2 separate regions of the Mus musculus genome follow, and region 1 is linked to region 2. A link is a contact called in public HiChIP or PLAC-seq data. All regions are on one chromosome and are shown on one strand. The core of a region is the stretch at or near the end of the contact, and the rest is flanking DNA. Distances in the headings are between cores, read along the strand shown.

The links. HiChIP or PLAC-seq counts read pairs in DNA pulled down with a chosen protein or histone mark.
Region 1: a contact with region 2 is called in an H3K27ac HiChIP or PLAC-seq map of the HPC-7 cell line, with 8 times the contacts expected there. The contact joins the enhancer-like site here to the promoter of Slc35d3 in region 2. A contact is called at or near these places in 1 of 39 promoter capture datasets (3T3-L1-derived adipocytes), 1 of 484 Hi-C or Micro-C datasets (the HPC-7 cell line), 7 of 115 datasets of contacts at active chromatin or transcription factors (CD8 T cells, the HPC-7 cell line, craniofacial prominence and 1 more) and 3 of 9 other capture datasets (embryonic stem cells, liver and pancreatic islet).

Annotation. Positions count from the first base shown.
Region 1 is chr10:19,812,611-19,817,964 of GRCm38.p6, forward strand. No RefSeq gene overlaps it. Among named protein-coding and RNA genes, the nearest start is that of Gm25256, 32 kb to the left of the region's middle. Within about 2 kb of position 2,986, at least 43 of the 459 cell types and tissues checked have an H3K27ac peak or open chromatin away from gene starts, as enhancers often do. A contact at or near this core is called in the HPC-7 cell line, where this site is marked.
Region 2 is chr10:19,848,186-19,853,973 of GRCm38.p6, forward strand. It overlaps Slc35d3 (solute carrier family 35, member D3), which reads right to left and starts at 3,274. Exons shown (of 2, transcript NM_029529.3): 1 at 2,399-3,274; 2 at 1-1,484. The coding sequence starts at 2,837. The coding sequence ends at 655.

The DNA.
Region 1 (5,354 bases), core at 1,736-4,235, 36 kb before region 2:
TTTTCATCTTTCTGTCTCCAGGATGTTGCTGCTCCACAAGGGCCTGACGTGTGAAGAGAGAAAAGGAAGAAACAGAATGGCCTCGAGGCAAAAGAGTCTCCAGAGGTACCTTTTAGCTATTTGCACACGCAGCCCTGTCATGTGCTGTGTCCCTGTTCTCTGAGGAGTTACCCCCTTCCTTATAACAACTAACCTCCTCCTGGCAGCCTGTTTCTGTCACTGCCTTTATGCCACTCAGCCTTCAAGAACACCTTACTGTTTCACTGCAAGAAGCATGGAACCGCATTCAGTGTACGTATAGTGTGCACACAGATATACAGTCTATCTATATTGTTACATTTTCAGAGAGGGCATCCAAACAGGTCCTTCAGGCATGTGAAAATGGGGTAGAGGCAGCAATGTTGAGAAGTTCTACCGCACATAACATGCACCTTAGAGTCAGAGCTTCTCAACAAACTCCCTCACTGTCCAGCATGCCAAGCAGAAAGGCTGTGTGTAATTCGGATTAATAAAATATCCTTGGGGGACAGAAGGAGGAAGGAGGGAAGTGTCTGCATCCATGTGTGCATGCAGGGCTACAAACAAGGGCAGACATTTAATGTGCTTAAACAAGGCACAGCATGGGTCTGCTTTGTTGGGGTGCCTAGGAGAATGAGCTTCTGACCTGATCTCCCCCCCAGAAAGTTACCCCAAGATTGAGGCACCTTGGTGGAGTTCCACTAGCCTGCCACTGGCTCCACCTCTCTCTTATGTGCCTGGCCTGAGTACACACCTTCTTCTGAGGGTCAATGCACCTCACCCCTGTTCAACTAGCTCCAAAGAAAGAAGATAGGATGTCCCCTGAGCAACAGATACTGCCCAGAGTGAGGAAGAGGGGATGACAAGCATAGATCAGGCCAATCATACAGTCTATGTAATTACCAGCTCAGAGAGCCATATCATTAGGAATAGCAAGCTTCTACATGGCTCCCATCATATTCTGCCATATCCTGATAAAGCATACCACTTTGAAATTTATTATTTTTATTACATTTTCTTTTACTAGCCATTAATTTAAACAATTAACTCTGGCTGTGTCTCTCTACACCATATGCACACGTATACTCTGGTCCCTTGCTTGAATGATATGAAAGACAGATAATACTGAGGCTCAGGAGCCAATAATTCAAAGTTTGACACATCAGCATGCAGAGAGCTTTGAATTAAGATAACAGCCTCACAACTAAGGCCTCTCTGATGTCCTCCCACACCCCACAGTCCCATTACTTTCTTCTCCCCCCACCCAAATGTACGGACCAGCTTTCTCTAATGATCCCCTCTAGGCAGATCTTCCAGTGGACTAAGTGGTAATAAGGAGGGCTGGGTGGGAACAGCACACCAGAGCACAGAAGAATTCATCACAGACTGAAGTCTGCCAAGGGTCATCATGGGCCCCAGATACCTCGTCCAACTGCCTATATCTTCCACATCTCTCTAGTAAGAGGACATTTAATCTTCCAATCATCACTAAGCTATTGGAGTTCAGTTCCCTGTGAGAGCACCATGCTCATAAGGAACTTGCGTACCCCCTCTCCGGTGAGCCTGGCTGCTGCTTGCACATTTCAGGAGGCTCAGTTCCAAACCTTGGTGGTGGAGGGATGGATAATTAGTTTCCTTTGTCCCTATTTGGAATGTGCTAGTAGACAGGCAGACAGACAGACAGGCACGCAGGCAGATGAGGGGGAAGGAAGAGAGGGAAGGAAGAAGAGTAAGGGAGAGAGAGTTATGTTTTTCCCCCCTGGGGATCAGGAAGGAAGCACAGATGTGAGGGGAAGAAGAGACTGCCGCCTTAACTTTTCTGAGTTACGTGGGTAACAGTAACTACCTTCTTCTCCTAAAAATCTTTATCTCCTCACTTATGAAAGAAAGAGTTTACTAAAGTCCCTTCTATCCTTCAGATTCCCTGTCTTGGAACATCCTCACAGTTTGGAGGTGACACGTGGATTGGGGGTAGGGGTGGGTATTCGAATTTGTCTGGCAAATATTTTATGTCCTCTTTGTGAATTTCCTGCAAGTTTGAACTGATCTGAGCTGCCAATTATAATGTTATTTGGTAGGAAGCTGCGATCTATTTAGACCCATCTCAGTTCCCAGTGAGAGAAAATTTGTACAACAGCAGCAGCCTGTTAAGTTCAGTTTCAAATAATCACACTGTCTTTGAGATAGATAAGAGGGTAGCTGGGTGGGCAAACAAAGAAAGCAGAGTGGACAGGCATCTTTGCTGTCTAGCTTTAGGTATAATTCACTGCGGGCACCAAGGAAATTAAGTGGCAGGTGTACATCTTTCAGCAATTATAGGATTGGACGTTGTCCCAGTTCTAAGAGCAGGTGCCTGGTGAGGTCTGTAGCCTGAGTCCACGTAGGCAGGGCTCTCTGTTTGCCATCTTTTCAAAGGGCTCAGTGGTATTTTTATTAAACTGCCCCCTTTCCACTGACACATCAGAAGCAGTATACTGGCCTTGCTAAGGGAGCAACAATGTTTAGGACTAATGACAAGAGTAGTCCCTGGTGATAGATACATTTCCCTCCCCACCCCACCCCCCAAAAAAAGATCTAGGAATTCACAGAGAGTTCCAAAAACCCCAAAGTCTATTTTCTTCTTATAAAATATTTCCTGAAAATAAATACACAGACACAACCACCGCACATACTCCAGGCCACTGTCAAAGTAGGTGGATTTTAAGATTCTTAAGAGCAATGATAAATGATGGACATTCCCACGGGGACATTTTTATCTGGTTCTCTTTTGAGGGCAGCGTTCCGTTAATTCTGTGAAGTGGTTGCCTTGTCTGGTTGTTCCCAGATCATACAGGAAACCCCCGTCAAGCAAAGCTCACGTTAGGACGAGAAGCTCAGACAGAAGCTTCCTCACGGCCCCTCAGCCCTGGCTCAACTGAGGCCTCAGCTGTCAACACTACCTTGTGACTGTCACTTTGCAGGCCACTTCCTGCAGCTGCCATCTGGCTGATTAGAAGGGCAAAAGGCCTCTGGTGACAAGCCCTCAGGACACGTCTCCAACCCTTTAGGAAACAGAAGGACAGGCAGGACTCTAATTAGAGACCTAGGGGCCACTAATAAATAGTTGGAGCAGCCTTCAAGAGAAGAACTCTCGCATCTGAGGACCAGAGCTCCTTGTGCATCATTTTCCACATCTCTGCCAGCACCTGCCCATCATCTCTAGTCTGGCCTATCCTTGTCTGCCTTTCCTTTCTTTTTCATTCTATTTAACTATGAATCTGAGTATTGAGCCCACAGCTCTGTTGTTAAGAATGTCTCCTCCTGTATCAGACCTTTGTGTTGTCTGCTTATATCTATCAGATACCAGATATGGAGCTAAATGCTGGCAATTCAAAGGCTGCAAGCAGTGACACCCCTCTTTTAAAAGTACTTACAGCCAAGATGATCCCATATCTTGTTCCATATCGATCCATTTCCCCTCAGTTTGCTTAGGGCACTGGCTAAGACTTTAGGCTCTGAGCCCAGAGCTAACGTACATTTGACCCCAGCTTCACCCTCCGCATTCTGCATTTCTTGTCTTCACTCATATACCAAGCAACTTACTCAGAACCCAGCAACTTTTAAGACGTCTTACAATGAGAAAGGGAGTAGACGCCATCAATCAGTCTGACTTCATGCACTAAGACACTATGCTATGTTTCTTCCCCAAATTTTGCCAGCCTTTCTCACTTAAAAATATAACACAGAGCTGGGCCGTAGTTCGAGAGTACAGCACATGGCTAGCATCCCTGAGTTCAGTCCCCAGCATTGGGAAAAAAAGAATGTTGAATATATATGTAAATCTTTCATGTATTTAATATGCATGTACATAATTATGTTTAATAATCTTAGTAGTATTCTATCAATACCCATTCACATAAATGTAAGAATATTTACAAATAAATACATTTCTCAACTGTTGAGTTTATAGATTTAACCAACCTCCTGGCTTAATTTTTTTTTCAGTTTCTTACTATTATAAACAACTGTTACCATTATCCTTACAAACACAGGGATATTATGACTATAATTTTTGGGGATCACCCCTTTCAAGGCAAAAACCCTCTTCCTTCTTTAATACTCTAATGCACTGCTTCTCAACCTATGGGTCTCGAACCCTTTGGAGGTCAAAGGGGTTGCATATCGGATATCCTGCACACCAGATGATTACATTACGATTCACAACAGTAGCAAAATCACAGTTCTAAGGTTGGGTCACCACAAGAGAAACTGTATTAAAGGGTCATAGTATTAGGATGGTTGAGAACCACTGGTCTAGAGGCTGATCCTAACGCGCTCCAGGAACCTCCAGTCAGCGTGAACTTCTGATTCTTCCGGACCTTTCCCAACACTCAAAATGGTTTTGTCATTTTGAGAAATGAAAGCTTTTTTAAAAGTATATACACATATTACTCTATGAACATTTCTTTATTAATTAGCTCCCATTTATAATTTGATTTCTTTTTGAAAATAGATTTTCCCTGATGTCTAATGGAGTATTAGAATTTTCCTTGTTGACTGTAATGTCTTTCCTATATACTAACATTAACCTTTTGTCTGAATTGAAATGTTTTCATTAACTTTTAATGGTGAGGAGTTTTGCCACCTTAAAATTCACATATCTGTCTACTTATAGACGAGCCATCAACTCCCAGAGAGTGAATTCATTCACTTTCTTGGCTTCTAGTCCTTCTAAAAAGTCATTTTTAAAACTAAGCGTTCCACACAACCAACACCAATGTGTTAGAAACAGCTGCCATGAGTAAAGGAAGAAATATGTTGTAAGGAAAGAATATAAAGATATTACTGTTGAAGGACCTCGACTTTCAGAATCGTAATTTTATTGTAAGTTTGAAGATAGGGAAAAGCAAACTGATGAACGATTCACAAACGTGGTGTGGACCCACGGAGCAATTGAAAGACGCTCCTGCATCCCAGCATTACAACTGAGCAAACAGAACTGAGCCACGCCATCTGGCTCTACAGCAGTCAATTTCTCTGAAAACCAAGACTCTTAACCAAACTGTTGTGGCGTACGTCGTTAATATAAGCATTCTGGGAGTAGAGAAAGATAAGAAGTTCAAGGTCGGTCCTGCCTTACAGGACGTGCTGGGACAAAAATAGACCAGAAACTGAGGGAATAACCAACTAAAAACTGCCCCAAACTGAGACCCATACCACGGGCAAGAACCATTAATGATGTTTCGTTATGCTTGCAGAAAGAAACCTAGCATAACTGTCTTCTGAGAGGCCCCCACCCAGAAGCCAATGGAATGAGATGCAGACTCTCGGGGAATCTTACAGAAGAGCTGGGAGAA
Region 2 (5,788 bases), core at 2,024-4,523:
CTTTAACATATATAATTACAAAGAACAAACTTTAGACTTCATAATCAAAGCTAGGAACCCATGTCTTCAAAATAGCTTCAACATTTCCTATCAATATATAATAGAATACCCATTTTTTAAAAAAGAAGGAAGAAAAATACGAGTAAACACAATATTGCAGATGACCCGAAGAGTAAACAATTCAGTGTATTTATAAACGTCATTTCAACAATATACTCTTTGCCTAACAGGCAATAAAAACTAGTTCTGTCATCAGAAATGTGCCCCTGAATGTGACCTTTGAACTTACTAAGTGATACCATCATTACTACAAGCCATCTTTGGAAGGGGTGGCTGAGGGACTCTTGGTACATGCAGATATTTGGTTATGATTATAAAGACAAAAAAAAAAATGAATGTCCAGGAGTCTGAAGCTGAAGTCGCTTTTGATTTGGTTAAGCACCTGCACAGGTCTCTTCTTTCTGTGGCACCTCAGGCAAAGTCCCACTATTATTAATAAATAATAAATAGGTGCTAATTTGTCTCTGTCGGTCCCTTTCAGCTCTTGCATCTCTAACCCCCACCCCTCAGAATAAAACTGGAGGCCCTTCCTTAGACGTTATTTCTGCCACATAAAACGGCTGTATGTAATATGTACATACATGCATGTCTTTTTCAAGGACTGGGTAATGCCTCGTTTTCCATCAAATAATCCTTCTTCATGTACTTAGTTCCCCTAACTAGTCTCCACACTTCTAAGTAAGTGTCCTTTAAGGACCTCCTTCCCACCTCATCAGAATGCCCTTCTGCTCTTGAACTCCTAGCCGCCAGTGAAATCCCTCTGATGCTGCCCCTTGACTCTTGCCCACCTTGCTGCACGGAGTCACCTGCCCCCTCCGCACTCTCTGGCTCGCTATTTCCGCTCTTGGCGGGCAGCTCCTCCATAACGAAAGGCAACTGGTCCCCACTTGGCTGTCGCTCCTCTCCCTCTGCCTGCGATTCCAGATCTTCATAGTTGCTTTGCCTTCTGGTCTCCAAGAATTTGGCCACACAATAAATGATGGAGCCCAGGGTGTTCACCACAACGCCAGCAATGAATAGAGAGGTGGGCTCCACGTCGCTGAACGCCACCATGCCCACCGTGATAGTGGCGATGCTCTTCACCACGCCCACGAAGCTGGTGGTCACAGCAGAGTTGATGTAGGTACAGTGCAGTGTGGTGAAGTTCATGGCACAGCCGATCAGGATACAGGCCACGAATATGGAAACCATGGCCGGGTCCTTCCAGCCTGGAAAGGTCCAGGCGTGGATGGAGTCGGTGCTGGCGAAAGAGCAGATGACCAGCAGAGGGGTGGCGGAGACGGCGATCACATACTGTGCGGTGAGAGGCCCGTGCTCCGTGTCCGCGCTCGCCTTCTGGATCAGCACCAGGTAGGCTGCGTGCACCAATACAGCCAGCACGCCCGTTACGTACCCAATGGGGTCGCCCGTCAGGTCGCCAGCTCCTGAGCGCACCAAGACGGCAGAGCCAGCGCGGGAAAGAAAAAGAGAAGACACAGGGTTGGGTATCCACTCCAGGAAGCATGTCGCCTTGGGGGGAAAACCCTTAGCATCCCAATTCTGCCCACGAATTTTCCGAGTGCCCAACAGAAACCCTCCTTGCCTCCATCTCTGTGTCAAAATGCGACCGTCAAGCCGAGCTAATGTACCCGGTCTTCCTCTAGCCAGGGCGAAGGCCAGGGGGAGATCAGATGCTCTCTGGGTAGGCTCCTTGGGGTCCCTGAAGCCTGCACGGAGGCCACCTGGGAGGGTGGTTCCCGCCCCGTGGGCACCGGAAGGGACAGGGAACCCCAGCTAGCGGCCTCAACCGAGTGCGGGCACGGCCCCGGAAAGAGTGTTTCCCCTCTGCCCGCAGCTGGATTCCCCGGGGGTCCTCCCCGCCCCTCCTGCCCTTGAGCCCCGGGGCGGTTCCTTTTGCCTAGGGCCCGGGTACTGAGCCCAGGTTGCTCAGGCTTCACTCCCGTCTCTCCAGCTCCCCAACCCCGCGTGATCCGAGGAAGTTCCCGGCCCCCTTCCTTCCGGCTCAGTGCAGGGCTGGACTCCAGTTCTCTGCGCTGGCGACTCTCCATCCCTCCTGAGGAAGGGGCTGAACAAGAAAGACCCGGGTGGGGGAGGAAAGGGGTGGGGGTGGGGTGGCGGAAGCCTGGACACCTGGGGGGCAGGGCTGATGGAGGAGGCTTGAAGGCTGAGAGAGGCTGCGCTGGGTCTCAGAAGAAAAGTCCCTTTTGTGATCCCAAGGACCACTCAAAGCTCCCTGCCTCAGTATCCCCATCTGGCAGTGAGGGCGTTGCACCGAGTGGTCCCAGCGGTCTCTACCGGGTGGGTTGGGTGGACCAGGGTTGACGCGGGTCCCGCTCACCTGCCAGGGCGGCGCCGCAGGTGGTGATGAGCACGGCCGCTAGCACTCCGGGCGAGGGCGCGCCGTTCTTGAGCACCAGCACACCGATGAGCATGGTGACTAGGGGCAGGCAGCGCTTGAAGACTACGTACATGGGCAGGCTGAGGCCGCGCAGCGACCAGAGAGTGAGACTGGACTGCAGCGTGGAGAGCACGGCAACCCCAGCGAAGGAGCGAGCTAGGCTCAGGCCGAAGGGGGGCACGGCAATGAGCCCCAGGCGCCGCAGCAGCTCCAGGCTCAGCGCGGCGGTGGAGCTGGTCAGGCACTGCACCAGGGTCAGGAAGGAGAACTGGTAGCGGCTGATGAGGAACTTGAGCAGGATGTTGAGGGAGCCAGAAAAGACCCCGTGCGCGATCGCCACCGAGATGCCCAGCACGCGGCCCCGGCACAGCTGCCGCATCGCGCCGGCCCCGCCGTACCCCGCCGTGGCGGAGCTCGAGACTCGCAGGAGGTCGGCGGGGAGGCGCAGAGCGAGGGCAGCGGGGGCGCGGGCCGGGCGGCGGGACGAAGCGAAGGGCAGGGAGTGCGGGCTGGGCTGCGGAGGGCAGCTCCAGCCGGGCGTCCTCCCGGCTCAGCAGCTCCGCGTGCGACTGCCCCGCAGATGCCGGGAGGCGGGGGCGGGGGACTCCGAAAAGTGGCAGGGGTGGGGGACGGGTGTGAGAGGAGTGGCGGGAATCCTAGAGACCGCGACTTGGAAGTAGGTGAGGATCCCTGATGAGCTGTGTCCCGTGTGGTTCCTGGGTCAGAAGGATGCTCTGCGGAGTGCGGACTGGACCTGCTGAGGCGGCTGCCGCGGGGCGGGTGGAGCCTGCTTCCCTGGGGCATCCAGCGCCCACCGGGGTCGGCTCTCCGGGCGCGGCACCTCCTCCCTTCCCACAGTGGCAGAGCAGCGGGGTGCGTGCTGGGGGATCCCCTGCACAGCTAAAGACGGTATTAGAAACAACGCTCCAGCACTGAGCACCGTTCATTGGTCGCAACAAGTGACGGCGCCCCCAGCCCGGTGGCCCGCGAGTTGCAGCGGATTTTCCACCCACGGTCTCTCTCAGCGCTGCACGGGAAATGAGACACGTCGGTGCTGGAGGGCGGCGGGCCCCCTGACATTAGATCCCAGGGCCTTAAAAGAACCAGCTGCTGGGGAGTGCTTTGGAGCCCCGAAGTTGGCCTTTTCTGGTGCCAGGCTGTGAGCTTGGGTTCTGCGCCCCTCCCAGAAAAGGTCCTGAGATCCTGCGTGGCGCTGCAGGAGCTTTCCTTATGGAGAATGGCGTCTGGGCATCGGGTCGTGGGAATGGAGGGACACACTTAATTTAGGCAAAGATATAAAATAGGCAAAAGCAGACACTAACCGAGGGCAAGCTGATAGTACTAGCAGTGAAGGAGCGTGAGGGGAAGGAGCCCAGAGGCCAGGTAGAGATAGATGGACTGCTGAAATGACGAAAGGGAGAAAGCAGAGGGTGTGTGACGCAAGGATGAACCATAGACACTCCACCCTGTCCAGGTGTTCCGGAGAACGGTTTTTGAATTCCAGGGAACCGGCTTCAGATAGTAGGATTGTGTGGGTACCACTTTCCCTCGCCAGAGAGCACTCCTCTGCCCCATTGTGAAAAGTGCGCATGTGTTCCTCCCTACTTTACCTTTTGTGACTACCCCCACCCCCACTCGCTCCAGGTCCTTCCACCCCCACCCCAGTGAGGCTTTGATCTGAATTCACTTGCAGGCAAGTTACGTTCTGACCCTCAGAAAACTCAGCAGCGCAGAGCCACTAGCTTGGCTTCTGTAATTGCCAGCTACAGTCGTTTTTTTTTTTTTTTTTTTTTTTTTCCCATGCTATTTAAAATTTATAGTGATGTCCAAGCTTCCGCTGAGAAGCTAAGGATTTGAGGTCTCTGGTCTCTGTGTCACGTCCCTTTCAGTCACTGGGGTCTCATCTCTTAACGACTGGAATTTCAAACCTTTAAACACCACATCTCCTTGCCTGGGCACATGGGTACATTTCCTCGAAATCTTTTATCTTTATGGTTTTCCACTTCTATGATGCACCCAACCGTGGGGTACAGATGTAGAAACGGATTATAAGCTCAGCAGGAGGAAGAAATTGGAACAGGAATTAGAACCAGGTTCACTGCAGTTTCTCATGTGGGCCAGCTTTTGTATTGTGGGTGCTCTCGTGAGAAAGCACACCATCTCAGCCATAGGCAGGCTTAGGCTAGCGCCCAGCACAGCCACCTGCTGTGTCCCTGACAGGTGTGCACTCAGGTAAGTATGGGTCCCCGCAAAGCTGACTTTGCAGGAATAACCCCTAGCTGCACTGTGCTTCAAAGTTTCCGGTTCCCCAGTAGCTCTTGGGCTTTGGTTCCCCTGGGAACGCTTCAGTTTTATTACTGTAAGCTGTGGTTACACACTACTAGCTATTTAAGAGACTCTGGTTGACAAGGGTTTAGGAAAGGCTGAGGTAGTCATACAAATTATGAGTATAGTTTAAGAGTATATTCAAAATATACAGGGATCAAGACTGAACGTGAACTTTTTTTTTAACTAAGATTTTCAATAGGAGATTCCCGTTTCTCCTGACCACTCCAATTAACTGGGCCGCTGCTGCAAGCCATCCTATTATAAGAGAATGTTATAAAGAAGAGCCCCTACAGCCCTAGCTCTGAATGATTCATTTCTGCCAGCAATTATAATTACTTCCATTTTTGATACTAACATTAGTTGGAAGATTGGGGGCTGACTCAGCTACCTTACCCTTCTCATTTAGGCAAGACTACTTGGCTTAGTATTTCTGATCTACGAGGTATGAAACAGCAGATTTTCTCTGCTGTATTATATATAGTTCCCTAGTAGGACCTAACAAATTAACCCATCTCTAACAAAAGTTGTTACTAGGTAAGTTCCTAAAGAAAGTCAAGAAAAAGATAAATATCATAGTATATTTAGGAAGATCTGAGGTCACAAAGCCATCTGACCAATTGGAATCAAGTTACCAAAGGTCTAGACACACGTTCTTTATCTTTATAGCTACTCAATAAATATTAGTGGCATAAAATCAATCTTTCAGTTCACTCACTCAACAAATGTACTGAGCAACTATTTTATGCTAGGTAGTCAGTTGGGGGAGGATTCAAGAATGACTACTCTCAGCTGGCCTCTGGGGAAGCACCCATGGGGGGGGGGGGTGAGGGAGCACCAGGAAGAGACAAGAGCAGCAAGAGAAAGAACATCCAGGAAGGAAATTACATCAGCTTGACAAGGAGCAGAGATGGCTTTCAGGAGAAAGAAGTATGGTTCTAATTAAACGTACTTTATCCTTTTTAATTGTAAATGTGGCACATGCTCATTTGTTGTAGAACATAT